Regions from separate parts of the Sus scrofa genome. Here all the other regions are linked to region 6. A link is a contact called in public Hi-C, HiChIP or PLAC-seq and promoter capture Hi-C data. All regions are on one chromosome and are shown on one strand. The core of a region is the stretch at or near the end of the contact, and the rest is flanking DNA. Distances in the headings are between cores, read along the strand shown. Region 1 holds the start of ZBTB5 (zinc finger and BTB domain-containing protein 5). Region 2 holds the start of TRMT10B (tRNA methyltransferase 10 homolog B). Region 3 holds the start of POLR1E (DNA-directed RNA polymerase I subunit RPA49). Region 4 holds the start of FBXO10 (F-box only protein 10). Region 5 holds the start of GRHPR (glyoxylate reductase/hydroxypyruvate reductase). Region 6 holds the start of ALDH1B1 (aldehyde dehydrogenase X, mitochondrial).

Region 1 (4,335 bases), core at 54-2,553, 930 kb after region 6:
GTCAGGGAATCTTAATGAACAATAATTTACCATCAGACCTCATTGAAGCCTTAAAGAAAAAAACCTCGAGGGCAACATTTCCAACCTGTACAGTGAAGGGACAGATCAGCTGCAAAGATAACTTGAGTGTCACATTCTGAAGTGGGGTGTTCCCTTTTAAAAATAGTCTGTCTTCCCTCCACCCCCGCCCCGCCGCCCCAAGAATCAAGCTGCGTTCCCAGCCTGCCTTAAACTCTGGAGTCGCGCCATGCCCCTTACACTTCCCGTCGGGGAAGGCCCCTCCCAGGCTTCCTTGCCTCCTCTTCACCCAGGGAAAGAGAGCTTCTTTCTGCCCCAGGGCCCGGTGCCCTCGGAAGCCCTCCAGCCAGTGTCCCTCAGAGCTTGGCCTCTCCATCCGAGCGTGCACCTGGAGGTCTGGAAGCCACCCGGAGCTTACTCTTTTCTGAGAGCGTCACTTCGAAGTCCGCCACCCTTCCACATTCCCAATGCTGTTCTTTAGAGGTTTGGTTCTGGAGACTGCAGGCTTATTTGACCTGCGGCAGGTAATGCAGAGCAAAGTGCCAGTGGGGAGCCGGGAGGCACCAGCGCTTCGAGACGCTGGCACCTAGATTGGACGTAGGGCTGCGTCGGACCCAACTTCTGTGAGATGAACAGAATTTTTGGTTCAACATCTTTAGCTTGGATTTTGTCTTAATTCAACCTATATAGCTTCCTGAAATTATATTTTATTCCTTCCAAAGTCTACGAGATGGGAACTCAACCTCGGACACCGTGCGTGAGTGGGTCCCACGAAGGAAATTCGCATCCCATAGGGAGCCGGTGGTCACCGAAGTGCCGGGCGCCGAGAAGGTAGGGAAATCCTTCAAGTCCAGCCAGTGGTGGGACACACACTACCTCGCGGGCTCGCCTTACCCCTGGCTCAGACCAAAGGCAGTCGTGGTTGTGATTGGTGGAATTAGGAAAACCAGCTGGTCTCACCCACAATGGGCCTGGATTGGCCTCCACACTCAGTCGCTTTTCTACAGTCTAAATCTAGAACCGCTTAGTGATAAATCCCGCCTTCAAAGGCGTTTGATAACAGTTTTATGTGTTGTAAGGCAAACGGTGATTGGTCACAGAGCTCACGGATTCTGTCGGTAGTAAACACAGCGAGGCTCCTGGGACCGCGGATTGGTCAGTGTTCCGGGGGCCGAGTAAATTCCTCCAGATACCGCGCGCCGGCTGGCTGCACTTCTGTCCCGGCCCCGCCCTCTCCCCTTCTGATTGGTTGCACCCCTGCCGGAGGGGACGAGAAATGCCGCGGAGTAGGCGATCTCGCGTTGCGTCACTTCCGTTTACTGTGTGCAGCCGCCGCGGTGTTCTCAAGAGTGCCGCGGCGAAGGGGTTGAAGGAGCTGGGCAACAAGAGGCGGGGTGGACGGAAGAGGGAGGAAATCCCATCACCGAGGAGCCAGCCTGGACGTTCCGGTCTTCTGCCACACTGTCGGGTCGGATCGAAGAAGGGTCACCGCCTCCTCCAGCGAGAAGGGGGGCGGAGCCCGGCTCAGGTGAGGCGACTCTGTCAGCGGGAGCGGTGGTGGCGCGCGCTGGCGCGCTCACGTGGAGACAGTTGAGCTCTGGGGGAGCTGGGTGGGCGGCGCGATCAGGGTCTTGTCTAGGTGTCTGGGCGCGCGCCGAAGCGTACCGGTGCCCCCCCGCGTCTGCCCTGCCTGTCTTTCCTGAGGGTTATTGTTACCCTCAGAGCGGAGGGGCCAAGGCGGGTGGGAGGCGTGTTCTGCGCAGGCGTCCCCCGCGTCCCGACGCCAGGCTGTCTGTCCGCCGAGTGGGGCGGGGGCTCTTGCCCCCTCTGATCTGCGGGCGGGCTACGTTGGTTCCTGGGATCGCGTGGGAAAGACCAGCACCCTGGCAGGGTGAATAGAGAATCTGCGGAATGGGGTCGGGTGGCTTCCTTGCCCCTGTCCTGGGTCTCATTGAGCGACGAGGTTTCGTTTCACCAGAGCAAGGCCAAGGCGAGCTGGAATCGGGAACCGGCGGCTGAACCAGGAGGGGCGGAGCCAGTGTTTTGGAATGCCGCAACTAAAAGGACTAAAGTGTTTATAGGCATTTATTGAAAACCCACTGCTTCCAGGCTTCGTGCTAGGAGGTGTAGGGGATGCAGTGGTAAGAACAGTCTGTCCCCCTCCTCCCTTGTTTGGAGGACATACAGGTTTATGCATGTTAGGCAGTGAACTAAGGGGAGTTGAAGGTTAGTTTTTTTCCTTCCAAAAAGGTCATTTGCTATTAAGTCAGTCTGTATTCTGGCCTTGTGGACGATACTGTGGAAGCTAATTTCTGAATAGGACACAAATCCTGAATATTTAACTTGGCAAAAAATTTTTACATAAAGGCGCAGTAAAAGCTTCATTGCTAAGTGGTATACTTGGGTTCTGGGGTTAATTTTAATTAGTGGAAGTAAGAAACCTTTCACCTTCAGGAATTGAAGCAAAAATATTTCCAAAATGTGTTTCTATGCTTCTCTGTTTTAGTAGGTAGAAGATATGACATACATTGGGATCTTTTCTTTAGAGGTTGAAGAGAATGCTGTGCCTTACTCATCAATGATGATTTGTTGTCGTTATATAGGCTGTTGTGCCTTAGATAATTTTGAAAAGGTGGGCTGAATGCCTCATTTTCTGGAGAAACTGAATTCAGTGAAGTGCTATGATTTGGGTTGTGAGGATGGTAAGCTAAAAGATTAGCGGTGAGGGAAGAGAATTTTAAAGAAAAGCCCCTAAACCAAGGAAAGGCCTCCCACTATTGCTTTAACCCCCTCTGGAAATCCCAGGAAACTTGGGAAGACTGGCTGTGCCACCACTGCCAGCTTGGTGACCTGCCAGTTAAGACTTAACAGGTCGAGGACCTGTTCTGGTCTCTTGCGTTCTGCTAAATAAACAAACCAGGATTTTTTTTTTTTTTTTTTTTTTAAAGAGTCCTGAAGTCAACTTGTTTTTGGATTTGCCTTTTCTCTCCTAAAAGTTGTGTCAGGACAAGGTATAGTTAGCTGGAAATAGTTGCAGACCATATTCTGGCTATTTGAGGTGTTTAGCAAAATTCTGGAAGTGGTAAGATTTGCAAGAAAAGAATCTTAGAGTGGGATGTTTTCCTAAACTTAGGGTTCAGTGCTCTCAAAAGAGACTGTCACAAGAAGTTGAAGTCATTTTTAAAAAGTCACTTGGATACAAAATGTATGTAAATGTTTAGTATTTAAAGTACTTAACATGGGAGTTCCCATTGTGGCTCAGCAGTTAAGGAACCCGACTAGTACCCAGGAGGATGTGGGTTTGATCTTTCTCCTCAATCAGTGGGTTAAGGATCTGGCAATGCTGTGAGCTGTGGTATAGGTCGCAGATGTGGCTTGGTTCCTGAATTGCTGTGGTGTAGGCCAGCGGCTATAGCTCTAATTCAACCCTAGCCTGGGAACCTCCATATGCTGCAGATGCGGCCCTAAAAAGACAAAAATAAAATAAAAAATAAAGTACTTAGCATGAATTTTATTAAATTGAAGTTCTTTAGTGTGGGTAAGAGTTAAAACTATCTTACGTGTAGTGAGATATGAATCTGCCTCTATGGAAAGAGAAAAGAAAAACCCAAGATATTGATTCCATATTTGTTGTCACCTTTTATTTATTTTTAATGCAAATTTGTTGTAAACAAATATTTTCTTGTCTGTTGATTTTAAGCATATGAGTTCTCTTTTTCCTGTATTTAACATTTCTCAAATGTTGTCTAACAGAGCCAGATTTTGTAAGTGCAGCAGGTGGGCTGGAATGTAACACTACACTGAGCCTTTTGTCTACGGGTGAAGTCAACTTCTCATATGCTAAGAGACCAGCTGTTTCTGAGGGACTATTGCTCTTACAGTTGTTTTCATCATTTTTATCACTGAATAGTGGCTTTTAATCTCCAGACTCTATTTGGCGGTGGGGGATGGGGAGAGAGGGTGCCTTATTGTTTGATTAATTATACATCTATTTACTAAAAGCTCTATCTTTTTAAAAATTCTGTGGCTGCATCTGTAGCATATGGAAGGCCCCTGGCCAGGGATTGCATCCGAGCCACAGCTCCGACCTTCATGGCAATGCCAAATCCTTTTAAACCACTGCACCCAGCTGGGTATCAAACCCTTGCCGCCTCAGCCACCCGAGCTGCTGCAGCTGGAGTCTTAACTGCATAACGGCAGGAACTCCTAAAAGCTCTATCTTTCGGAAGCTCAAACTGATTAGGAATTGTGTTGGAGTGCTAACATTTTATTGTAATATAGATTATTGTCGTAGTATTGTAGTATTTAAGATTATTT
Region 2 (4,263 bases), core at 1,169-3,668, 590 kb after region 6:
GAGTTGGTTGTGGCTCAGTGGTTAACGAATCCGACTAGGAACCATGAGGTTGCAGGTTCGATCCCTGGCCTCGCTCAGAGGGTTAAGGATGCAGCATTGCCATGAGCTGTGGTGTAGGTCGCAGACGTGGCTTGGATCCTGCATTGCTGTGGCTCTGGCATAGGCCGGTGGCTACAGCTCCTATTAGACCCCTAGCCTGGGAACCTCCATATGCCACAGGAGCAGTCCTAGAAAAGACCCCTCCCCCCAAAAAAATAGTGCTGAGGCAGAAAAATATGATGAACAATTGTTATAGCACACTTAACAAATTTAATAATTTCAAGGTGATGTTCAATATCCCTGAGGAAGGTATGAGTAAGAAGTGCTCCAGTGTACAATTAAGTGTCACAAAGAATGGTATAATAAGTTTCTGCTGTGGCAACCCCACTCAGGTTGCTGCAGAGGCATGGTTCAATCCCTGGCCCATGAACCTCCATATGCCATGGGTGCGGCCTTAAAGAAAATAATCATAACAATGGTGTAACCATTGCTCATGGGGCTACTCCCTGAGTCCAGGGTGCTACCAATATCTTAGGAAAATGTCTATCTTTGAAAAAGTAAAGCTATGAAATATCTACATCTACAAAATATCCATGGATCTGGTACTGAAAAGACCTATTTATAATGAAAAGCAAAGATTCTTCCTTCTACTGCTTCTACCTTTAGAGGGGGAAACCCTTGTTAACCAGATATTTTTAGTTCTTCTGGTAATTAACCAGAAATCCTCAACCTGAACTCATATGCTTACACCATTACTTCTTAACTCATCAACTTTCCCTGTGCAACACTAAAATTCAAATAACTTGCATTAACCTCTTTTATTTTCAATTCTTCTGTTAGTTACCTTGACCTTTAAATTCTTCTGCGGTACAATTTACTTACAATAAAATACCATGATTTTTTTTCTTTTTTAGGGCCGAGCTGTGGCATAGGTAAGTTCCCAGGTTACGGGTCAAATTAGAGCCATAGCAGAGCCAGATCCAAACTGCATCTTCCATCTATGCCCCTCCGCAGGATCCTTAACCCACTGAGCCAGGCCACGGTTCAAACTCACATCCTCACTGAGACTTAACCACAAGGGGAACTCCAAAATGCCAAAATTTTTTGTTTGTTTTTTTTGTCTTTTTAGGGTCGGATCCATGGTATATGAAGGCTCCCAGGCTAGGGGTCGAATTGGAGCCGTAGCCACTGGTCTACACCACAGCCACAGCAACACTGGATCCAAGCTGCATCTACACCACAGCTCACCACAATGCCAGATCCTTAACCCACTGAGCAAGGCCAGGGATCGAACCTGAATCCTCATGGATCCTAGTCATAATCATTTCTGCTGAACCACAACGGGAACTCCAAAATGCCAAGATTTTAAAAGCATAGCGCAGGAGTTCCCGTCGTGGCGCAGTGGTTAACGAATCCGACTAGGAACCATGAGGTTGCGGGTTCGGTCCCTGCCCTTGCTCAGTGGGTTAACGATCCGGCGTTGCCGTGAGCTGTGGTGTAGGTTGCAGACGCGGCTCAGATCCTGCGATGCTGTGGCTCTGGCGTAGGCTGGCGGCCACAGCTCTGATTAGACCCCTAGCCTGGGAACCTCCATATGCCGCGGGAGCAGCCAAAGAAATAGCAAAAAGACAAAACAAACAAACAAAAAACAAAACAAAAAAAGCATAGCGCAACAAGTTTCTGTGTGTGGTTGGCAGGAGATAACTTATGATTATCTTCCTCACTTAATTCAGATTTTCACTAACCAACATGGCACATATTTTACTTAATTTTCTGCCTGAACTTTCCCGTGCCTATAATGTCAGCAGGTGTTCTGTTCGCTTTGTTCACTATATCCTCTATGCCTGGAAATGAGCGTCATACATAACAGACAACCAATAAAGACTTGCCAAATTAATAAATTCTCCACTCCACCTCTATCTCTAAGTTGATAGAGGCCTCACAACTTTATAACCCAAGTCCCACCTGATGAGCATATTCCTGGGCGCTAAGTGATGGACCAAACTCTGCATGCTTCTCTCATCTTCTCATTCTGTTTTAGCCACTAAAGGCGGCTCCACTCCTCTGGCACCTTTCAGCACTAGAACACCCTGACTCTGGGTTCAACAGTACCCCGCGTGTAGGCCCCGTCTGGCCCATAGGCTTCGAGGGCTACGGAAAGCAGGAAGGAAGTACCAAGAAAGGTAGAGAAAATAATGTCACACGATTGCTGCGCAGGCCCTGGCTTTCCGGGCGAATGCCCTGCCCGCGAAACAGAAGCAGCCCCAGGCCGGACCCCCACCCTTACCGCAACAAGCCCGACGCATACCTGAACCCTTCACCTTAACGCAGAGGCAGCGGCGCCTTCAGGCCCCGCCTCCGACTTCACTTCCGGTTCTGTTCTCTTGGAGAATGGCCTTCTGGGAGTTGTAGTTCTCAGCCTGGCAGCTAGGTGTGCAGGGCCCAGAGTGGAGGCTTTGGTGTCGGCTCCCAAGCCCCATAGTGGCACAAATGAATTGCGTCCCACCGAAAGGTTGCCGCGCCTCACTGAGCCTCTGTTTTCTAGCCTACTAGCTGGGCCCACAATCCCAGTCGCTTGCCGACTGCACAGGGCTGCTGCAGGTTGACCAGCCCCTTCGGTGGCTCTTAAGGGCTGAAACCAGACTTGAACCACCCCTCAGCTCTCATCGTGGGAGCCTTGCTTTTCTCCGGGCTCTCTGTGCTTCCCCACAAGCAGCGAGGCCCACGAGCTGACACAGCTCCCCTCACCACCACCCGGCCGTCCAGGATAATAACAGGTCTCCTGGCTTGAGCCTAGCCTCCGGCCACTCTCCCTTCTCCATCTCTCCTCAAAATCCCCAGGGAAACTACTGCTCGGAGAGCTGAAGTTACTTGCCCAAACCTTGCCCTGATAAAAACTACCATTTGCTCTTCCATTTATTCCTGCAGTCCTAGGAGTCTCACCCTTTTGAGAGATCATACTATGAAAGAGCCTGAAATACCTCCTGCCTGGGGAAACCAAGCCCTGCTGGATCTGTCCTTGACCTCACAGTTTTCCCCCTTTTCTTTACAGAGCATCTCCAACACCTACCCACTGGTTTCCAGTCCGTGCTTTAATCCATCCTTTATCTGCTACTGGAGCACCTTGTAAAATACTGAATGAAATTAACTATGCTTTCCTCCCCAGAAAGCTTTTTTTCTGAAACCCACCTCTAATGTCTCTGTTTGTAAACTGGCCTTGGCTCCCCACTCAGCAGGATTTGCTAAGTGGCTCAAATGGTCTTCAGCGGCTCCCACCGCCCCTGCCAGTCCGTGTGTCTTGCAGAATACCTTTCCTTCTTCCCTGCCACTGCTTTTGTGTCTCTTCATCTTTGAGCTCACAGCCACTTCCTCACAGAAAAGACCTCCTAGCTGGTATTACTGCCCACCCTCCTTGGGCGCCCATTCATTTACCATATGATTATTTGTCTCCCTTACCTCAAACTCCTCAGCGGATTCCCATGGTACTTGGATGTGCAATCCAACTTTCTCAAGGCTTTGCATGCTTGGTTCCTGGCTGCCCCACCAACCTCATCTATCACTCTTCTTCCAGCTTGCTGTGTTGCAGTCGCACCTGTCTTCTTGAAATGCTTTAAACACACCAACAGCTTCTGCAGATACTGTTCCATTTCCTCCCTGTTTTTCCGTGACTGCCTCCTTCTTACCTTTTAGGCTTCAGCTTAAACCTTGCCTCTTCAGAGAGGCCTTTACTGACCACCTATAGGGAAAATTGGCTCATCCCAGCCCCATACTAACACTCTTCATTTTCTTGATTTCACTTTCATCTATCGGTAATCTTTTTTTTTTTTTTTCCTGTGTATTCCCTGAAATTGTAAGTTCTTTGATGGGACTACATCTATCATGTTGATGGTTGTATTCCTGGTGCCACTGCACGATAAATATTTGTCAGTAGAATAAACAAATGGGTTATTTTTCTCCTTTCTTGAGAAAAGCTTACCTTCCTATCTGTTAAAGCCAGGACTTGACACACAGTAGCTACTCAGTAAATACTTCTTGACATCCTTGCTCTAATTCAGGCTGCCTTCTACAGGAAGCCTTCCCTAATCACCACTTTCTCTCCCACACCCCCACCACCAACACACTCAAGTTACTTCTCTCTTGTGAACTCTCATAGCACCTTAGCTGTTCTCTTTGGGGGTCCTGAGTACACCATGACTTAGAGTGTAGGTCTCTGTGTGTCATCTT
Region 3 (4,713 bases), core at 332-2,831, 910 kb after region 6:
TGCTATTGTCACAACGAGGAGGTGCTAGGTATATTTGGGTAGAGACCAGGGAAGCTGCTAAACACCAGGGATGTGCAGAACAGTCCCCACAACAAAGAATTATCTGGGTCAGAAGGTCAGTCGTGCTGAGATTGAGAAATGCTGCTCTAGATTATGAGCTCCCTCCGGGTGGGGCCATGTCTGACTTAGTTGTCTCCCTAGCTGCTTACGGCCCAGAGCCACAGTGGGGGTTCAATAGATGGTTGCTGAATGAACAAATGAATAAAGGGCTATCATTTCACCATAAGTGTGAAACTGAATGGAGCCTGCTCCCACACACCAGCCTGCTGGGGCTCAAAGTTCTTTAAGGCTAATCTGCTATCCCCTGCTTTTCTCCTCTCACTCCCTTCCACACCCAAGGGGCCTCCTGAAGCCTGCAGAGTGGAGAAAACAAGCTACTGCAGCACTTACCAGGATCCGCTGACTCCTCTTCCTGGGGTTTGTGGAATCATTGCTCTTGTACAAGGTGAAGCGCATGTTGCCTGGATTCTGCAGCTTCCCATTGGAGAACTGGACTGTAAGATTGTAGCCCAGGAATGACATGAGAGCAGAAGGACCAAGAGAGTATGATGCAGAGGAAACAGACAGTCAATGAGAGGGAGTGACTGAAGGAATGGGGATGGCAAAGAGGCCCAGGTCCTGGCCCAAAGGAGGTTTTTTTTTGTTTTTTGTTTGTTTTTTGTCTTTTCTGGGGCCAAATTCGCGGCATATGGAGGTTTCCAGGCTAGGGGTCTAATCAGAGCAGTAGCCACCGGCCTACGCCAGAACCACAGCAATGCGGGATCCGACCACCACCACAGCTCACGTCAACGCCGGATCCTTAACCCAATGAGCAAGGCCAGGAATCAAACCCGCAACCTCATGGTTCCTAGTCGGATTCGTTAACCACTGAGCCATGATGGGAACTCCCCAAAGGAGGGCTTAAGGAGATCCGGATCCAGGTGGGAAGAGGATGGGGAGGGGATGGGAAGGTAAGGGGAGGCCTGAGGAGAGAGGGGCTTCGACGGGAGGGAATAACTAGGGGAAATGGGACTAACTGACGAGGCCTGGACCAGACCTAAAAAGATAAAGAAAAATTCTGCCCAATGGAGGAAAGTAAATGGAGCAGGTTTGAGACTTGATGGGTGAGGAGATGACCGGGTCTAGAGTACTGGGAAGGGGTAACTGGTAAGGCCTCATTCAGCGGGAAGGTGGTGACAGAAACGCGGTGAGATGACAGAGGAACCCTGGCCGAGCCCTAAGTAGCAGTAGAGCCTGGAAGGGATCTGGCCCAGCTGAGAAGGGGGACGGACCAGTAAGGGAAGACGAGGGCTGTAGATACCGAGACAGAAAGGGAGGAAGTTACAGGGAGCTCTGCTCCGGCTCCGCAGTCCTTACCCAGTAAAGCTCTCTGGCTCTCTTCGGGGTCTCCACAGTACAGCCACCTTGCACTCGGCAACACCTCCGCCGCCATCTCGCCCTTCTACCGCCAAGCACAGGAGTTAAGACAACTGCGTCCGCTAGGTACACGCGGGTGGAAAAAAAAAAAAAAAAAAGGCAGGGCGGAAGAGGCGTGGCCTCTCCGGGCACCGCCCTGCGCACGCAGAGATGCGTGGCTCCGCCCCCATCAGGCCCGGCCCCTAAGCGCTGTCTCGCTGAGCTCTGAGGCGGGCCATCCCCTCTCACTCTTCGCCCGCCCCTCCGCGTGGAGAGGCGGGGTCTCTGCGCTCCCTATGCCCCGCTCCTTCCTCCGCAGCAAGGCGCAACACGTGATTGGCCCAGCACTCGGCCTGCTCTTTACAGGTCGTGTGCCGCTAGGGAGCACACTACCTTCAGGTCTTGCTTTAGCGCATAGACGGGTTTCTTCGCGGCTGAGTCTAGGTAGGGTATGGTCTATCTCTACCACCGAGGCAAATAAGTCTTACTGACGCCTGAAAGTCCAAGTTCAAATTTAGAATTTTTCGATAGGCAATCCTTGCACGCTAACTAAATGTGGCGACTGGCGGAGACCGGCCGCTTTCCAGGACCTCCATCCACACACCTGGATATCAATCCTTAAGCCCAAACGTGATCCACAATCCTGTAAACAGTAACATGACCTCATCTTCTCGGACCTTGGCACAGTACCACCTGTGGTTCAATCAACTCTGAGAGTATGGACCAGTGGGAGAGGCCCAGCAGACTCAAAGCTTCTGGGGTGGACAAGAAGGGGGAACCAGAAGGCATGGTCCTTTGTCCCCGCGGATTCAACCCTCCCTACCGCATGGGGAGTTATTAGGCAAAAAGGAGGATTAAAGCAGATCTTTCAGCATGGGCCCAGGCTAGGACCCGTTTTTCTCAGTCAAAGGAGGGTACTGTTGAAGGGAAAGAACCAGGTTGACTCATCTGTGTTTTCCAAATTGCCTTCTTTTGAGACTTCCCCTCCCCCTGCACGTACTTCCAAGATGATCTAAAAAACATTAACACCTGGGAGTTCCCTTCGTGGCGCAGTGGTTAACGAATCCGACTAGGAACCATGAGGTTGCGGGTTCCGTCCCTGCCCTTGCTCAGTGGGTTAAGGATCCGGCGTTGCCGTGAGCTGTGATGTAGGTTGCAGACGCGGCTCGGATCCCGCGTTGCTGTGGCTCTGGCGTAGGCCGGTGGCTACAACTCCGATTAGACCCCTAGCCTGGGAACCTTCATATGCCACTGGAGCGGCCCAAGAAACGGCAAAAAGACAAAAAAAAAAAAAAAAAAAAGATAACACCTGAGCTCTCCTTTTTCTGAGCAAGTCTTTTCTAATTACCAAATCTCAACTTACAGAAAAATTGCAAGTACAGTGCAAAGAAATTTTCTGGCCCTGAACTTTTTAGAGTAAGTTATCAACCTGATGCCCCATCACACCTGAAGACCATGTATAGTATTTCCTACAGACAAAAACGATCCCTAAATGGCTACACTACAGCCATAAAAATCAGGAAATTAACATTGCTACATTACTACCATATACTCATCATTTCCCACTTCAGTTCATCAGCTCTTCTGGTAATGTCTTTATAACAGAAGATCTTGTCCAGAATCACATATTGCATTTAGCTGGCATAGCTCTGTAGTCTCCTTCCACCAAAAACAGTTTCTTACTCTGACTTTGAATTTTAAAGTTCACAGGCCAGTTATTTTGAATGTCCTTCAATCTGTTTGTCTAATGTTTCTCTAATGTTTCCAAGTGATTAGCTTCAGGTTATGCATCTTTGGCAGAAATTTTACAAATATGATACTGTTCTTCTCATTGTGTTATGTCAGGTGATGTACAATTCGATTTGTCCCATCACAGGTTACAGTAACTTTGATCACTTAACTAATGTGGAATCAGCCATGTTTCTCCACAGTAAAGTTATTCTTTTCCCTTTGTAATTAATAAGTATATTGTGGGCAATTTTTTTTTACTATAGACTAAGTAAATATCCTGTTCACCTTTCAATTATTCATTTATTTACTTACAAATATCAGTATGGATTTGTGGATTCTTATTTTATTCAGTAGATTGGAATCTGCTACTGTCATTTAGTTTCATGGCCAAATTTTCCCAGATTGGGCCAGTGGGAACCCCATAAGCTGGTTAGTGTCCTTTTAACATGTTCACATTATTTTTTTTGAACATGTCCTTGCTCTCTGGCCACGGTTTCAATTCATCTTGTACTTTCCCTGCCCCAGCCCAAAATCACTCATTTCTCCAAGGAGTTCTGGTTTCTTCTGGTCAGAAATGATACTTAGAAACCAGGATCTATGTCTGCTTTTGGGACGTCACTCCTCCCAGGCCTGAATTAGTGAATATATGTATCTAAACACAATTTTACAACTAAAAGTGCTTTTTTTCTTTTTTGGGCCTCACCTGTAGCATATGGAATTTCCTGGGCCAGAGCTTGAAACTGAGCTGCATCTGTGACTTATCCCATAGCTGCAGCAATGCCAGATCCTTAGCCACTGAGCTGGGTCGGGGATAGAACTGTCAATGCCACAGAGACAAGCTGGATCATCAATCTACTGTACCACAGCGGGAACTCCCAATTTATTTCTAAATCTATGTATATATTAGAGACCATAAGTCAACAGTGACCTCTAATTCCCATCCAGCATGGGAAGGTTTCATTCTGCTTTCTTCCCTCCCATATTTGTAACTTCCTTCTTTGACAGTGAGAAACTTGGTTCCAGTTAGCCTTCATCTTTTTACTTATTCGATCAGTAGCCCTGTAAGTACCACATCTTCCATCACCACCACCACCCAACATGAAGGCCCTTCCTATCCCATTCAGGTTCCCACCTCCTACCTCCGTTTTTGTTTTTAGTTTTTTGGTTTTTTGTTTTTTGTTTTTTGTTTTTTTAGGGCCGTACCCGCGGTATATGGAGGTTCCCAGGCTAGGGCTCGAATCAAAGCTACAGCTGCCAGTCTACCCTACAGCCACAGCAACACAGAATCCAAGCTGCGTCTTTGACCTACACCACAGCTCATAGCAACGCCGAATCCTTAACCCACTGAGCAAGGCCAGGGATCAAACCCACAACGTCATGGTTCCTAGTCGGATTTGTTTCCTCTGTGCCATGATGGGAGCTCCCAGGCTCCCACCTTTAACCACCAAGCCTGGGGCCCCTGCAAGGTGCTGTATTAATTAGGGTTTTCCAGAGAAACAGAACCAGAGAGAGAGTAAGAAACAGAGA
Region 4 (4,759 bases), core at 2,142-4,641, 800 kb after region 6:
GTGCAGGGGGACACCATCTCTGCTGAGGATTAGGTGCCACCACTTATTATCAAGGCCACAGATCCCTAGACTATCATGACAACCAGTATTGCTCAAACAACTTCATCTTGCTGCATTTGCCATTGTCACCAAAGAGACACTTTAAGATTCCACTTTGTTGTGTCTCCGTCTCCCAGTTCAAAGTTTAATTTGTAGTGTTAGGGTCCCATTAGGCAGAGAAAAAAAATCTGAATTTCAGCTTCTATAGTGAAAGGCATACTCTGAGTCCCAACAAGCTCGAGATGGAATTAACGTTGGAAAGGAGCTCAGATACTGGGCAGCCCAAAAGATGACAGATGTCTGCTATGTTGACCCTGGACAAATCACTCTGATCCTCACTTTTTTTATAAAACAAGGTAAATAAGATTCACGTGGCAGAGGAGATACTGTATGTTTACTTATTGATTACACAATAAATACTAACTATATGCCAGAAGGCAAAATGAGCAAGTCCTCTCTGGTCTAAAGGAGGAGAGAAATCAATAGATAGCCAGTAGTAGGATAGAGGCAGGCACAGGCAAGAAGAGGGCTGAAAGAAGAGGGAACTTGGAGTTCCCTTTATGGCTCAGAGGAAATGAATCTGACTAGTATCTTTGAGGACACAGGTTCGATCCCTGGTCTTACTTAGTGGGTTAAGGATCTGTCGTTGCCGTGAGCTGTGGTTTAGGTTGCAGACTCGGCTTGGATCTCGCATTACTGTGGCTGTGGCGTAGGCCAGCAGCTGTAGCTCCAATTCAACCCCTAGCCTGGGAACCTCCATATGTCATGGGTGTGGTCCTAAAAAGCCAAAAAAGAAAAATGAAGCGGGAACTTAACTGGTTTACAAATGATGTTCTTATATTTTAAGTACTTATATTTAAAAACAGATTTTCCTTGTAAATGATGTTTGTACCATTAATGAGAAAGACAGCCTGCTCTTGTAAAATATGGTTGTACTCCTTTGAAAGGCTTAGCTGTTTTATAGAAATGCCAAAATAATATTTGCTGGCACAATTCCAGAAACCTGAGTTTTGATTGCTTTTTGATAAATATCTAGACTGCCAGTTTCATACAGCAGGACACTTCAAAGGATTTAACATGTTCTAGCTTTGCCAGTCATTAATAATGAGATAGATAAGCTCATTGTACTGTGAACCTTCCCTGTTCTGATCTGACCTAAGAGTAGTCTACTATTTATATGTAGCTACTGCGTCTTTGCTTATAATAAAGTTGGCCTTAGGCTTAGGCTGTGTGGTTTTGTTTTTTTAATTTTCCATTTATAAAAGAGAGCAGCTGCATGATAACTTAGGCCTGACCCAGAATCTGTGATAATACTAAATTCATCATATGGTAATAATAGAATGTTTTTTATAGAATAAATTCTGTAGAACTAAGGACTAATATAGGTCAGTAGGACCACAGAGGTTAGCTATTACCCCAATCTGGCACAGTTATTTCTTTTTTTTTTTTTCTTTTTATGGCTGCACCTGCGACACATGTAAGTTCCCAGACTAGGTGTCGAACTGGAGCCAAGGCCCATGCCACAGCCATGGCAACACCAGGTCCAGCCGCATCTGTGATCTACACCACAGCTGTGGCAATGCAGGATCCTTAACCCACTGAGCAAGGCCAGGGATTGAACCGGCAACCTCATTGTTACTAGTCAGATTCGTTTCTGCTGCACCACAACGGGAACTCCTCACAGCATTCTTAAGTTAGATTTTTGTAGTTGACATTCTCTCCTAAGATCCATAGGTCTGTATCCAAATGCCTTTTGATCTCTTCATTTGGATGACACACAGGCATTTAAAATTCAATGGGTCCAAACTGAGGTACTGATAACTCCCCTCCCCCATATGTTCCACTGAACAATAGTTAGGGTTTCACTAACGCACTTTTGTGGGCCCAGTCAGTAGGTTAAACTTGAAGACTGGGAATACCCTCTAATATCCTACATGAAGCCAGGCTGGTTTTACCTCAAATATCTCAAATCCACTTCTCTCCACCTTTACTACCATTACTCCAGTCCAAGTCTTAACCCATCTGACTACTTCCACTCTTATTTTTGTCTATTCTTTACAGAGTAGCCGGCCTACTTTGTTTTTTTAAAAAAAAGGTATCAAATCACCCACATCCTCCACCCCTTCAACAGCTTCCTTTTACATAAAATTTAAAAATATTTATCATGGGAGTTCCCATCGTGGCTCAGTGGTTAACGAATCTGACTAAAAATCATGAGGTTGTGGGTTCAATCCCTGGCCTTGCTCAGTTAAGGATCCGAGAGCTGTGGTGTAGGTTGCAGACACGGCTTGGATCCCGCGTTGCTGTGGCTCTGGCATAGGCTGGCGGCTACAGCTCCAATTAGACCCCTAGCCTGGGAACTTCCATATGCCGTGGGAGAGGCCCTAGAAAAGGCAAAAAAGACAAAAAAAAAAAAAATTTATCATGGCCTACTAAGTGCTGCATGATCTGGACCCTACCTACCTTTAACTTCACTTAACACTGTTCTCTGTCAACACAAGAAGTTTCAGGCAAACTGGACATCTTCCATTTACTCAAAGAGCAGCCTTCTCTCTTCTGTTCCACCCCACCCAAGAGCTTTCACACAGGCTTTCCCTGCCTCTCTTCTATCTGGTCAACTCCTTACCTGTATCTGAAAGGTCTTCCCAGACCCCTATCCCTTACCCCCTAGTTTTAAATATGGGTTCCTTCACTCTACTTCACACAATTTTAAGTACATATTTATTTAAATGATATCTGATGACTACCTTCTCCACTTGAGAATTAAGAAGGACAGGAACCACATCAGCTTTATTCACCCTGGTGCTGGAATAATAACAGCAGCAGCAGCAGCAACTAACACTTAGATGACATTTACTTCATGGAAGGCATTGTGCTGAACACTATATGTAAAACTATTTAATGTATCCTCCCAGTATATTGTTTGGCCCATAGCCAGTGGTCAGTTTGTTGAATGAATAAACCCAGCCTCTATGTACACACCTACAAAGTTGCTACCTCCTCCCAGAAAAAGCCCATTACTCTGATAGATAACTGGTGATTGGAAGAATCTTTATATTGACCGCAGCTGCCTCCCTGCAATTTCCGCCCACTGATTCTATTTCTACCTTTGTGGGGCCACGTAGTACAAGCCTTAACCGCCCTTATTCAAGCTCGACATCGCAGCATCTTAAGACTCATTCGCCGCCTTAGCGTCCCCCTTTCCAAGCGTCCCCCTTTCCAGTCCTCCCTGCAGCGACTCCTCAAGCGTTCCCTTCCGCGGTGGTCCAAGAAGCCCAGCCAGCCCCGCGCCCGCCTCTCCCGGCATCCCCCACCCTGCGCGTCACGTGACGACGCTCGCCCTGCACCAGCCCTACAAATACCGCCCCCGGGCGGGGCTCCAAACGTGCCCGCCCGCCTCTGGCCGCGCGCCGCAGTCCTTCCCCGCTAACGCTGCGGCCCGGTGCCCGCGGCCCGCACTGGTGTGGGCAAGCGTCCCGGACAGCTCCTGGCGAGGTAAGAGGGGACGGCCCGAGGAGGCTGTGGGCCAAGTCGTTCCGCCCGCGTCCCTGGGATGCCCCGGCCCCGGAGCTGGGGGCCGCCCTGGGAAGGGGCTCGGGCGCCTGGGGGCTACCTCCCCGGGACCTGGGGCGCTTCTCTAGACGCCCGGCGGAGCTGGCGCCGCTCGGTGTTACCGGAGGCTGAGCACCCGGCCCCGGCGGGACCCGGAGAAGGTGCCCTCGGGCCGCCCACGGCCCAGAGCTCCCGCACTCTGCTGGCAGCTGGAGGCTCAGCTGCGCCGAAGAACAGCTGTGCCTCGGTTTCCCCTCCTGTGAAATGATCGGGCTGGGAAAGTGCATCTCTCCGGTTGCCTTCAGCCTTGAGGTTTTGCGAGTGTGTTAATGAAGTCGAAGAGAAAAAGCACTCTTGAGATGGAATAGAACCCTCACCTAGGAACGCAGGAGCGTCTGGGGCCGGGCATCTTGTATTTTCTCTGTTTTTTATAAGCCTCTCCTGAGACTCGTCTTCTCCATATTTAAAATAAGATGATAACCCTAGCCCTGCGTCGCTCACAGGACTACAGTGAAGAACAGATGGGAAAGTGATTTGAAGAGCCAGAAGTCTGGAGTCAGTCAGACCTAGGTTCAAATCCTAGTTCTGCCACTTACTGTGTGATCTCGAGCCAGATATTACCCTCACCTGTTAAAACAAAATAATAACAGTAATTAGCTCAGGAGATTGTTGTGAATGTTAAGTGTAATAGGGCTCAGCACAATGTCCGGGAACAGAAATGATCAGTAATTAGTTCTCTTAGTACAAGTTGTATAAAATCAGTAAACTAGGGAAGGGTGTGTAGAATCATCACACACCTCCGTTTCTATATATTTAGTCCTAAAAAGAGTGCTGTTTTGATTTCACGAGAAAGAAGCCAAGTGGGATCCTTTGCCTTCTCATTTACAGTTGGCATGTGAACCAGTTGTTCCTACCAGATGAGTCAGGCAGGATGGGAACATTAATGTTCTGAAGCAGATCAGTATCAGGTTCCCAATGAGGGGAAAGAAAAGTGCCAGGCATGTGTTGCCACCCCAAAAAAAAGTGCAATATAGTGATTGACTGTCAGACCCAGCAGATGCCTGGGAAACAGTTTAATCTAGCTTCCTCCTTAGGCTGCTCCTCAGCTGCACCTGTGGCATATGGAGGCTCCCAGGCTAGGGTCGAAAGGGAGCTGCAGTGGCCAGCC
Region 5 (4,375 bases), core at 1,303-3,802, 970 kb after region 6:
GGATTCAAAGCCCTCCCGCATGCTACAGACAGATCCAGAAAAGGCAGGGCCCTGCCCGAAGTCATAAAGCAAGGCTGTGCAGAGCTGGACAGGGGCCCAGGTCTACACCATGGGCTTTGCCCTCCTAAGGCTTCCCTCCAGGGACTCACAGCCAGAAGAGGGGGGCAATGTGTATGCCAGGCGAACTGCAGGCATGGGCCCAGGACTGCAGTGAACAACCTCAGAGCTCGGAGTGGTCACAGAAGACCTGCTTGGGACCCAGCAGCAGCAGGCTGATGTGCCTGACAAGGCCAAGACATCCTTGGAATCCTCCCCAGGCCTGCCCGGCGCACACACCTGCAGTGTCCAGGAGCTTCTTGTCTATGCGGTCAGAGAGGAGGCAGAGCAGGCCATGCGCCCCGGCCACGCCCCGTTCCAGGTCCTCACTGGGGATGGGCTCATCGGAATCCCACTGCTCCACCTCACAGCTAAAGGCAAAGGAAAGCCCACTCAGAAGTGGGGAAGCCCCAAGTGCCCTCAGGCCCCCAAAGCGCCCCGGCCATGTTTGCAGACCCTTCTCAGAGTGGCAAGGAAACACTGCCTCCTGCTAGCTCTGGCCTCAAGCTGCCTGGGGCGGGGTGAGGGGAGTCAAAGTCAGGGAAGCCTCAGAACTGTCCTGAGAGGGTGGCTGAAGGGTGACGAGCGGTCACAGGGCACAGCTTGCTGACAAGGGCCTAGATTGAAAAGACAGTCATAGAGACAGCTCTCAGCTCGACGCAACGCAAGGAAGAGCTTTCTCCATCCCCATGGGAGGCTCACAGATAGTGAGCACCCAGGCCTTGGGCAGCCTGTTGTTGGGAAGACCAGTGGCGGTGGTGGTGGGGGGTGTAACTGCATCATATGGGGCTTGGATTCCCTGTCCAGTCGAATGTCCTGTCCTATGAGTTCATGAAACTTGGACTTTGTACTTGGATAAGATCAAAGCAATTCAATACAGCGGAGTTTCAGGGAGAGCTTCCATGGTGGCTGGTGGGCACTGGGCATATTTCCCGGCAGTGCTGCCCAGCCTCCTGGCCCTTGACATTTAATTCACTGCAGCCAACACATATGAAGCATCTCTATGTGCAAGACAAAGCCACTGGCACTTCCCAGAAAGCCCTGCTGCAGCACCTCCATGCCTAAGCCCCAGACACAGGCCTCCTTTCACCCTCTTTTTCCACAGTGGCACAGCGGTATCGCTGCCCTTAGCGCCATTGTTATTCTTGCCCTCTCCTCATCCTCCTCAATGCTTGGCACATGGCAAATCCACAGCAAAGGTTTTATTGTATTGAATGAAGTAAACAAATCTCATTTTCCCCTAGCGCTGGTTTCTGAGGCTAGGTTCCACCTTCTCCCTGCTTGACACAGGCAGGGCAAACCTTTCTAATGTAGAAAGAGCTGAGTTCAGGAGTCTCCTTCGTGGCACAGTGGAAATGAATCCGACTAGTATCCATGAGGATGCAGGTTCGATCCCTGGCCTCGCTCAGTGGGTCAGGGATCCGGCATTGCTGTGAGCTGTGGTGTAGGTCACAGACATGGCTCGGATCCGGCGTTCCCGTGGCAGTGGTGTGGGCCAGCAGCTGTAGCTCTGATTCAACCTCTAGCCTGGGAACCTCCATATGCCAAAGGTGCGGCCCTAAAAAGCAACAAGAAAAAGCTGCGTTCAAATCCCAGCTGTGCCTCGTACAGAGCTGTGTGACTCTGGACAAGGTGCTTCATCTCTTCCAGTTTTCACATCTGTAAGATGAGCATTACAGCACTGACTTCACAGTGTTGAAGGATTAAGAGTTTACGTACCTGAAGCACCCAGTGAGGCTCCCATGCCTGGCTCAATGTAAAACATACCACCACAGGCCCCCTGACAGCCGTTCAAAGGTACCAGGCCAGGGACTGCCAAGGTCCCTGATAGGGCCAAATGAGCTCGGAGAGTAAAGGATTAACAAACAGCCTGGACCTTCCTCTCCCCAGGCCCACGACTGGGAAGGGATCCAACCCTGTCCCCCACCCCCACTGCAAGCGCCAGGGGAACTGCAGGTCTCAGAGTCACTGCAAAGGCCTAGGTAAAGCTTCCCCAAACTCCAACCTGTTCCAGCTGGGCACAGGTTGCAAAGTCTGGCCACGGCCCAAGTGCAGGGTCCCGGGTGCTCTCTGACCTCAAGGACCGTCCAGTCCACCCCACCAAAAATAACCCGGGCCTCGGGAGGCGCGGGAGACGCTGAGTCACCCCGCGTGCCGAGCGCCCAAAGTCCCAGAGCAGTGCCCCGGGTCCCAGAACAGTTCCCCTGGGCTCCGCAGCCCCTTCCCACCACCCGCAGGCCGCGCGCCCGGCAGGAGAGGACTCGGCGCGCGGTGCGGGGCAGGGACGCCAGCCTCTTACTCTGCGGCGCGGGCGAGCGTAGCGCTGCCCTCCGGGGGGATCCTGCGCGTGACAAACACCTTCATGAGTCTCACTCGCCTCATGCACCCAGGAGCCGCCGGATTCTGGGCCCAGATCCCGCGGACCGGAAGCGGGGCGGGAGGGGGCGGGGCCTCGGGGGGGCGGGGCCGGGCCTGGAGCGGGCGGGGGCACGTGGGGGCGTGTGGGATTGTTGTGCTGCAGACTGGGAGTGGACGTGGCAATGTGTCTAAGTGTGGGGTAAACAGGGTTCCGAGTGTGCGCCTTGTGTGTGTGTGTGTGTGTGTGTGTGTGTGTGTGTGTGATCAAGACTTCCTGAAACCTAGACTGGTTCTGGGGCTCGTCCCAGGCTCAGGCCCTTGGCTCCAGGACCTACCTCTGAGTACCCACTGCCCCAGAGGTTTAGGACTTGCGGGCCATGGATTGGGGGTTGGTATCGGCAAAGGGGCATCCGGGGGAGAGTCTTGTGTGAACGTGTGTGGATGCCGTAAAGGTGCCTACAGCTGTCAGAGTCTGCCACCTGAGGGGGAGGCAGTCAGGGACCACCCCCATTCCCAGGGCGTCAGTGCCTTGACCATCTTCTCTGTTCCACCATGGTCACACTGTTCTAGGCAGGGGTCTTTGGACACGCAGACTAGGCTCTGAGTTCGGCCTACTGTGCACACACAGGAGCCTGGCCCAGGGCCATCTGAATCCCCGAAAGACCTCTTTAACACTTGGTGCAGTTCCCTACAAGAAGCTAGCAGTTGTGCAAGCAACGTTTGCATGGGTCCTGGGTCATGTTAGGTATTCAGCAAGCACTGAGCCCTGCCACCCACTAAGGACAAGTGGTTAAATTTGTGCATGCCTCAGCTTCCTCATCATAAAATGGGGATAATAGTAGGTACCTAACACTTGGCTTGTTGAGAGGATGACAATGTGTAGTGCTTACAACAGCAGGTGTGCTGGGCTGCACCCCACGGGCCTGCAAGCCTTGTAGTTGTCCAGCCCTGAAACCAAAGAAAGAGCCTAGAGACAGAGACATCAATGGTTTATTAGACAGGGGATCTGGAGCAACGCCCCATCAAGCAGACAGCAGGCAGGACATGGCAGCAATTTTTGCTGCTTAAGGGAGAAGGAGGCAACCATTTACAGGGGGCCTGACATCAGGTGGGCTCATCAGTTACCAGGGGCTAATTAAGCCCTATAATTAAGAGGATTGGATAGTCATGTAAGTGAAGCAGGAACTGGTTGAGCAGGGGCCACACAGAGAGCAAGAGAACAGCCACCCTGGAGTTCCAGTTGTGGTGCAGCATAAACAAATCCGACCAGGAAACATGAGGTTGCGGGTTCAATCCCTGGCCTCACTCAGTGGGTTAAGGATCCGGCGTTGCTGTGAGCTGTGGGGTAGGTTGCAGACACGGCTCAGATCCTGTGTTGCCGTGGCTGTGGTGTAGGCTGGCAGCTGTAGCTCTGATTGGACACCTAGCCTGGGAACCTCCATATGCCACAGGTGCAGCGCTAAAAAGAAAAAGAAAAAAAGAAAAAAAATGAGAGAGAGAACAGCTATCTTGAATGGCCTAACCACACAAGGTAACACAGGTCATGGGTGTTTGATAAATAGTAACACACTCAAAAAAAAAAAAAATAGTAACACATTCAAGGAAAACCCACACCTGGGGATAGCAGTTGGTCAGAGATGCAGATGCTGAAGCAAGATCAGGACACGTGGGAGGGCCCCAGGCCTCCCTCAGCTGTGCTGGCTCCATCTCTGCCAGAGGCTGTTCAGGTACTTGCTCCAAGGCTTGGGAGCACCTAGAAGAAAAAGCCCTAGCGGGTGGTCTCTTCTCTGTGGCTTTTATCTGAATCCATTCTGCTCCCTCGAGGCCCAGATAGAAAAGAGAGACAGGCATAGAGAGGTGACATCTCCAGCTTGGGGCCATACAGCAAGTCGCTGGAGGGGCCAGAAGTGGCCTCTTGGGC
Region 6 (4,245 bases), core at 833-3,332:
GCCCCAGCACTCTCTATCCCCCACACTGCACTTTATTTCTCCCCAAATAGTATATGTACATGCTTCCCCTCCCCCAATAAAATGTCAGCTCCATGTGAGCAGGGATTTTTTTTTTCCTATTTCATTCATAATTCTAGGCATAATTCTATGTCCTTCATGCCTAGAATTATGCCAGCTACAGAAAAGCTGCTCAAATAGGTAGTTATTCAACAATATACTGAGGAAACAATAAAATATCCACCAAGGTTGTTTACAAAGGCTGTTTAATTGACCTCAGGGTGGAGTAAAAACCGAAGAGACTCGGCGACAGAGCTGTTCTCTGACAGAGGAGCTTACATCACTTCACCTCTGTGCCTCAGTTTCCTCATATGTGAAATGCCTCATGGGGCTACGCTGAATGGGGTTGTGAGTACAAAAAGCCTGGCACACGCATCCAGGTCATCGGAGCTGGGCGGCACCCTCAGAAACCAGCCCAGGCCAGCTCCCCAGGCACAGTCAGGCCTCAGCTTTCCCAGGAGTGCAATGAGTACAGCAGCTGGAAAGAAGCCTTTGTTTATTCTTGCCTACAACTCTAAAAAGTGTAGACTTGATGAAAATAACAACTCTAAACACCCTATAAAATTTAATCCATGAAACTTAAGTGGTATATAAAGTTCCTAGATTCGCTGAAGCACATCTCTACACATCTGCTGTCTCACTTGACCTTATCCCACAAGCCCCCGAAAGAATTGCACCTGCCCTACCCCAGCACCCCTACCCCCTGCCACTGGGCAGGGAGAGGAGCAAAGAACTTATCCAGGGAAACAAGGCCCCAGCTAAGTCCCCAGCCCCACACAAATGAAAGATTCCTAGGAAGCCATCCCTTGGGGAGAAGCTGAGCCAGCAGACCTGACAGGGGTGCATGCAGGGTTCACTCTGTTCAGGACTCTGACCCACGCTGGGACAGAAGCGATCTTGCATCCATTAGGCCTGCGTCTGAGGAGGGAGGAGTCCCTGGGGAGGTCAGGATAAGGTGGATGGGGGGGTTAACCAATCCACGGGGTAGGGGTGGAGGGGGCTAAAGAGGGCAAGAGGATTGATCACAGACCAAGGTTGGCAAGGCTACTTTCATGCACAGCCAAGGCTGTTTCTATTCTAGGGACCTACTTGGGGTCGCCTCAGGGGCCTCCACCATCATGTGGGTAGAGAAGTGCTCACAGAACATCATACTTTACAGTCTGCAGGCCATCTTCTGAGCAATCAATTCACCTGAGGCTTCTAGAAGCCCCAAGAGAATTTAGGTTGATGATGACAACCCATTCTGGAAGAAGGTTGGGGATCAGAGAGGTTCTGGGACTCACTGAGGACACACAGCAAGTAAGAATAGGAGCCTCAGCCTGGATTCCCACAGCCCTATCTTTGTGTTTCCCCCCTCCTACGGACAACTCTTTTATTAGCGCCCACTGTGCCCACTGGGTCATCGAGGACCGGGTAGCGCCCACCTTATCCTTTCTGCTGGAGGGAGTGCGTGTACTGGCCTCACAGCTACAATCCGGGGCTCTCTACTACAGTGGGCCCAGTGGCGGGGAGCGACGAGGTCAAGGTAACCGGGAAGATTTGAGGTTTCAAAGGTCTGTGTCTTCAGGGCCCCTCCGGCGCCACCCAGAGACCCGGTGTGGGAGGCGGGGTGGGAAGCAGGAAGAGGTTCCCACAGCGTTCCCTCGGGCGGAAAGGCGGGCCCCCAAATCGGGAAGCCGAGACCCAGGGAGGAAGCCTGCGTTGCAGCGAAGGGAGTCGTGGCCAGTCCGTGAGAAGTGGGGGCCGAGGAGAGAGGGGCGCCAGTTACCTGCAGCAGGCTGGAGCTCGCGGTCTGTTTTGGGATCCGACTCCCCCAGGTCTAGTCTGGCCACCGGCCCGGGGCTCGCCACAGGCCCCGCCTCCGCGTAGTTCGAAGCTCAGCAGCCAATGAGGCTCCGCCTGCGCCCAGGGCGCCGCAGACCTTCCGCAGCGCGGCCAACGCCGCTCCTACCCCCAAGCGCTGGCTGTTCTATGCCTTCAGGATTGGGGGGGGGGGGGGTGCTGCTAGCTCACTACCCTTCTCAAGGTCTAGTGGCCCCCTATCCCTGCGAATATTCCGCACCATGCAAGCGCTCCTTCTCAGGCATCGCCACGCAGAGCTAGGGGTCCTAAGACGCACGTTTGGGCGCGGAAACAAAAATCCAGAAACGATAGGACTTCAAAGGTCACACATCAATGGGAGCCTGGGCCCCAACTGTATTTTTCCTTTCTCCTTTGCACACAATGCACCTTATTAGGTTACCATTCTCCCCCGCCCCCGCGCGCAGTGCCCGAGTTTTGTGGAAGTTCCCGGCCAGGTAGGGCCAGGTATAGAACCCGCGCCACAGCAGCAACTCAAGTCGCTGCAGTGACAACTTGGAATCCTTAACCTAGGATGCCCAGCAAGGGAACTCCTGAGTTCCTATCCTTGAGGCTCTCCTTAGCCTCTTCTGTGCCTTTCCCTCTCTCTCACTTCTTTTTCCTTGGTTCACTAATTTGTCTTCCACCTTCACTGCTCTTTTTCCCAGTAGATTTTATATTTGAGCTTTTAAAAGCTGCATTGGAGCGGGGGTGGGGTGGGGCTAAGGACACCAAGAATATATGCACAATGCAGAAAGCTTTGAAAACACAGAAAAGGTTCCAAGAAGAAAAAAATATTATCTTCAATCCTTTCACCCAAACGTTACCATCCATCTTGCTGATACTTTTTTCCTCTGCATTGTTCAAAAACTCTTTTAATGAAAATGAAATCATATGGTGACTTCTTTTTTGCTGCCTTTTAAAAGCAATTTACTCTGAACCTTTTATGGTGTCACTAATTAATTAAATGGCAACATCATCCTCTCCCGGGTGGCCTAGAATTGTGTGGTAAGATGGCTTGTTGATGGACATGGAGACTGTTTCCATTTGTTGTTGCCATACGGGATGCTAATTCCTGAACCTGCCGTCTTCCACCGGCTCCACCTCCACTGCACCCTCCTGGTTGGAGAAGTTAGGAAGCTCTGAGCAGGCCCCCAGCCTCATTTGCAGCTAGAGTTCTGAATGTAAACTAGGTGGTGCCGATTAGCAGTACCACTGCCACATGTGGCAGGTGGAGGGTACAGTCCTGCTGCCTTTGGGTCATCACTAGTATGATGGCAGAAATGTGAGGTTTTCTGCATTCTTCTCCAGCTCCCTGGGTATGAGATGCCTGCTGCAGCTGTGGTTCCTTGACTCCAGCTACTTGTTCCCTGCTCTTTAAATCATGGCCTAAGGACTGTGTCTTGAGCTAAATAGCCCCCAAAGTGGTCTCAGAGGGTAACAAGGCTGGTGGACTCTATCCATCTTGTTCTGAGTCAGTCCTGAAGGTCAAGTCCTCCCTGATTCTCCATCCCTCTGGCCCTTCCAGCAATTCTGTCAGCACCCACTCTCTCTCTTAAATCTCTACCTCTCCATATATTTAGAATATGCACATTTTCCTGTTTGAACCTGATTAATTTATATAATTCTTTCCCTAAGCTACAGCTCCATGGAGTCTTTTGTTACCATGTCATCCTTAGGATGTTCACAGTCCTTGCTGCAAAACTTAATTCTTCACTAGAAGCACTACATCTTGTGCCTTGCCACATCTATGCTCATGTTTTCCCAGCAATTGTGTGGCCCCTTGCAAAGCCCTGTCTGCCTCCATGCCCCCCCCGCCCCCTCACCCCACCACCCTCACCCCAGCACATGGCCAGCCTAGCACCCTTTGGGCATTTGGCATGACATTCCATGGTGGATTGACTTAAGGGTTATTTGATCAGTCATTAACAAGCCTCATTTGTAGAGGCAGTGAATCCATGCCAAAACAACTATCAGTCTTCCAGTGGTCAGGCCTCTTGGAAAGCTGGGGCAGGTGTGAGACGCAGTAGCAAACAAGAAGTGGCCCCTTGGGGAGAGGATAAAGGCTGTGTCCTGTGAGGAGCAGCTGAAGGAACTGGGAGTGTCCACCTCTCAGAACTCAAGGGACAGGACTGCACCCTCCAAGGCTCCAGAAGGCAAAAAACAAGATGTAGTCTGTGGGGTCCTCGAAGGCAGCGCCAGACCTGTGAGGGAAAGTTAGAGGGGGCAGAGGAAGACCTTCCTGACAAAGCAGAACTGGCTAAGGATGGGTGGGAGGGGCTGCAGTGAGCCCCCATCACTGGGGAGTACCAGGAGGGATATGAAACCATTTGGCAAAATCCTGTAAAG

The links. Promoter capture Hi-C pulls out the DNA fragments that hold promoters and counts their contacts. Hi-C and Micro-C count contacts between places; a contact is called where the count stands out from the background. HiChIP or PLAC-seq counts read pairs in DNA pulled down with a chosen protein or histone mark.
Region 1: a promoter capture Hi-C map of fetal skeletal muscle shows a contact between it and region 6, with 6 times the contacts expected there. The contact joins the promoter of ZBTB5 here to the promoter of ALDH1B1 in region 6. A contact is called at or near these places in 3 of 5 promoter capture datasets (fetal liver, fetal skeletal muscle and liver) and 2 of 2 datasets of contacts at active chromatin or transcription factors (alveolar macrophages and skeletal muscle).
Region 2: a contact with region 6 is called in a Hi-C map of fibroblasts, with 1.9 times the contacts expected there. The contact joins the promoter of TRMT10B here to the promoter of ALDH1B1 in region 6. A contact is called at or near these places in 1 of 5 promoter capture datasets (fetal liver), 2 of 47 Hi-C or Micro-C datasets (embryonic fibroblasts and fibroblasts) and 1 of 2 datasets of contacts at active chromatin or transcription factors (skeletal muscle).
Region 3: a contact with region 6 is called in a Hi-C map of retroperitoneal adipose tissue, with 2.3 times the contacts expected there. The contact joins the promoter of POLR1E here to the promoter of ALDH1B1 in region 6. A contact is called at or near these places in 2 of 5 promoter capture datasets (liver and skeletal muscle), 11 of 47 Hi-C or Micro-C datasets (alveolar macrophages, embryonic fibroblasts, fetal heart ventricle and 6 more) and 2 of 2 datasets of contacts at active chromatin or transcription factors (alveolar macrophages and skeletal muscle).
Region 4: a contact with region 6 is called in an H3K27ac HiChIP or PLAC-seq map of skeletal muscle, with 8 times the contacts expected there. The contact joins the promoter of FBXO10 here to the promoter of ALDH1B1 in region 6. A contact is called at or near these places in 1 of 47 Hi-C or Micro-C datasets (brain) and 1 of 2 datasets of contacts at active chromatin or transcription factors (skeletal muscle).
Region 5: an H3K27ac HiChIP or PLAC-seq map of alveolar macrophages shows a contact between it and region 6. The contact joins the promoter of GRHPR here to the promoter of ALDH1B1 in region 6. A contact is called at or near these places in 1 of 47 Hi-C or Micro-C datasets (liver) and 1 of 2 datasets of contacts at active chromatin or transcription factors (alveolar macrophages).

The regions. Positions count from the first base shown.
Region 1 is chr1:238,174,445-238,178,779 of Sscrofa11.1, reverse strand. ZBTB5 (zinc finger and BTB domain-containing protein 5) reads left to right here and starts at 1,303. Exons shown (of 2, transcript XM_021066137.1): 1 at 1,303-1,546.
Region 2 is chr1:238,514,197-238,518,459 of Sscrofa11.1, reverse strand. It overlaps TRMT10B (tRNA methyltransferase 10 homolog B), which reads right to left and starts at 2,418. Exons shown (of 9, transcript XM_001928975.4): 1 at 2,348-2,418.
Region 3 is chr1:238,194,527-238,199,239 of Sscrofa11.1, reverse strand. It overlaps POLR1E (DNA-directed RNA polymerase I subunit RPA49), which reads right to left and starts at 1,581. Exons shown (of 12, transcript XM_021066147.1): 1 at 1,417-1,581; 2 at 451-554. The coding sequence starts at 1,492.
Region 4 is chr1:238,307,292-238,312,050 of Sscrofa11.1, reverse strand. FBXO10 (F-box only protein 10) reads left to right here and starts at 3,391. Exons shown (of 11, transcript XM_021066155.1): 1 at 3,391-3,534.
Region 5 is chr1:238,137,941-238,142,315 of Sscrofa11.1, reverse strand. It overlaps GRHPR (glyoxylate reductase/hydroxypyruvate reductase), which reads right to left and starts at 2,552. Exons shown (of 9, transcript XM_021066121.1): 1 at 2,396-2,552; 2 at 337-467. The coding sequence starts at 2,478.
Region 6 is chr1:239,107,651-239,111,895 of Sscrofa11.1, reverse strand. It overlaps ALDH1B1 (aldehyde dehydrogenase X, mitochondrial), which reads right to left and starts at 2,082. Exons shown (of 2, transcript XM_003353586.5): 1 at 1,826-2,082.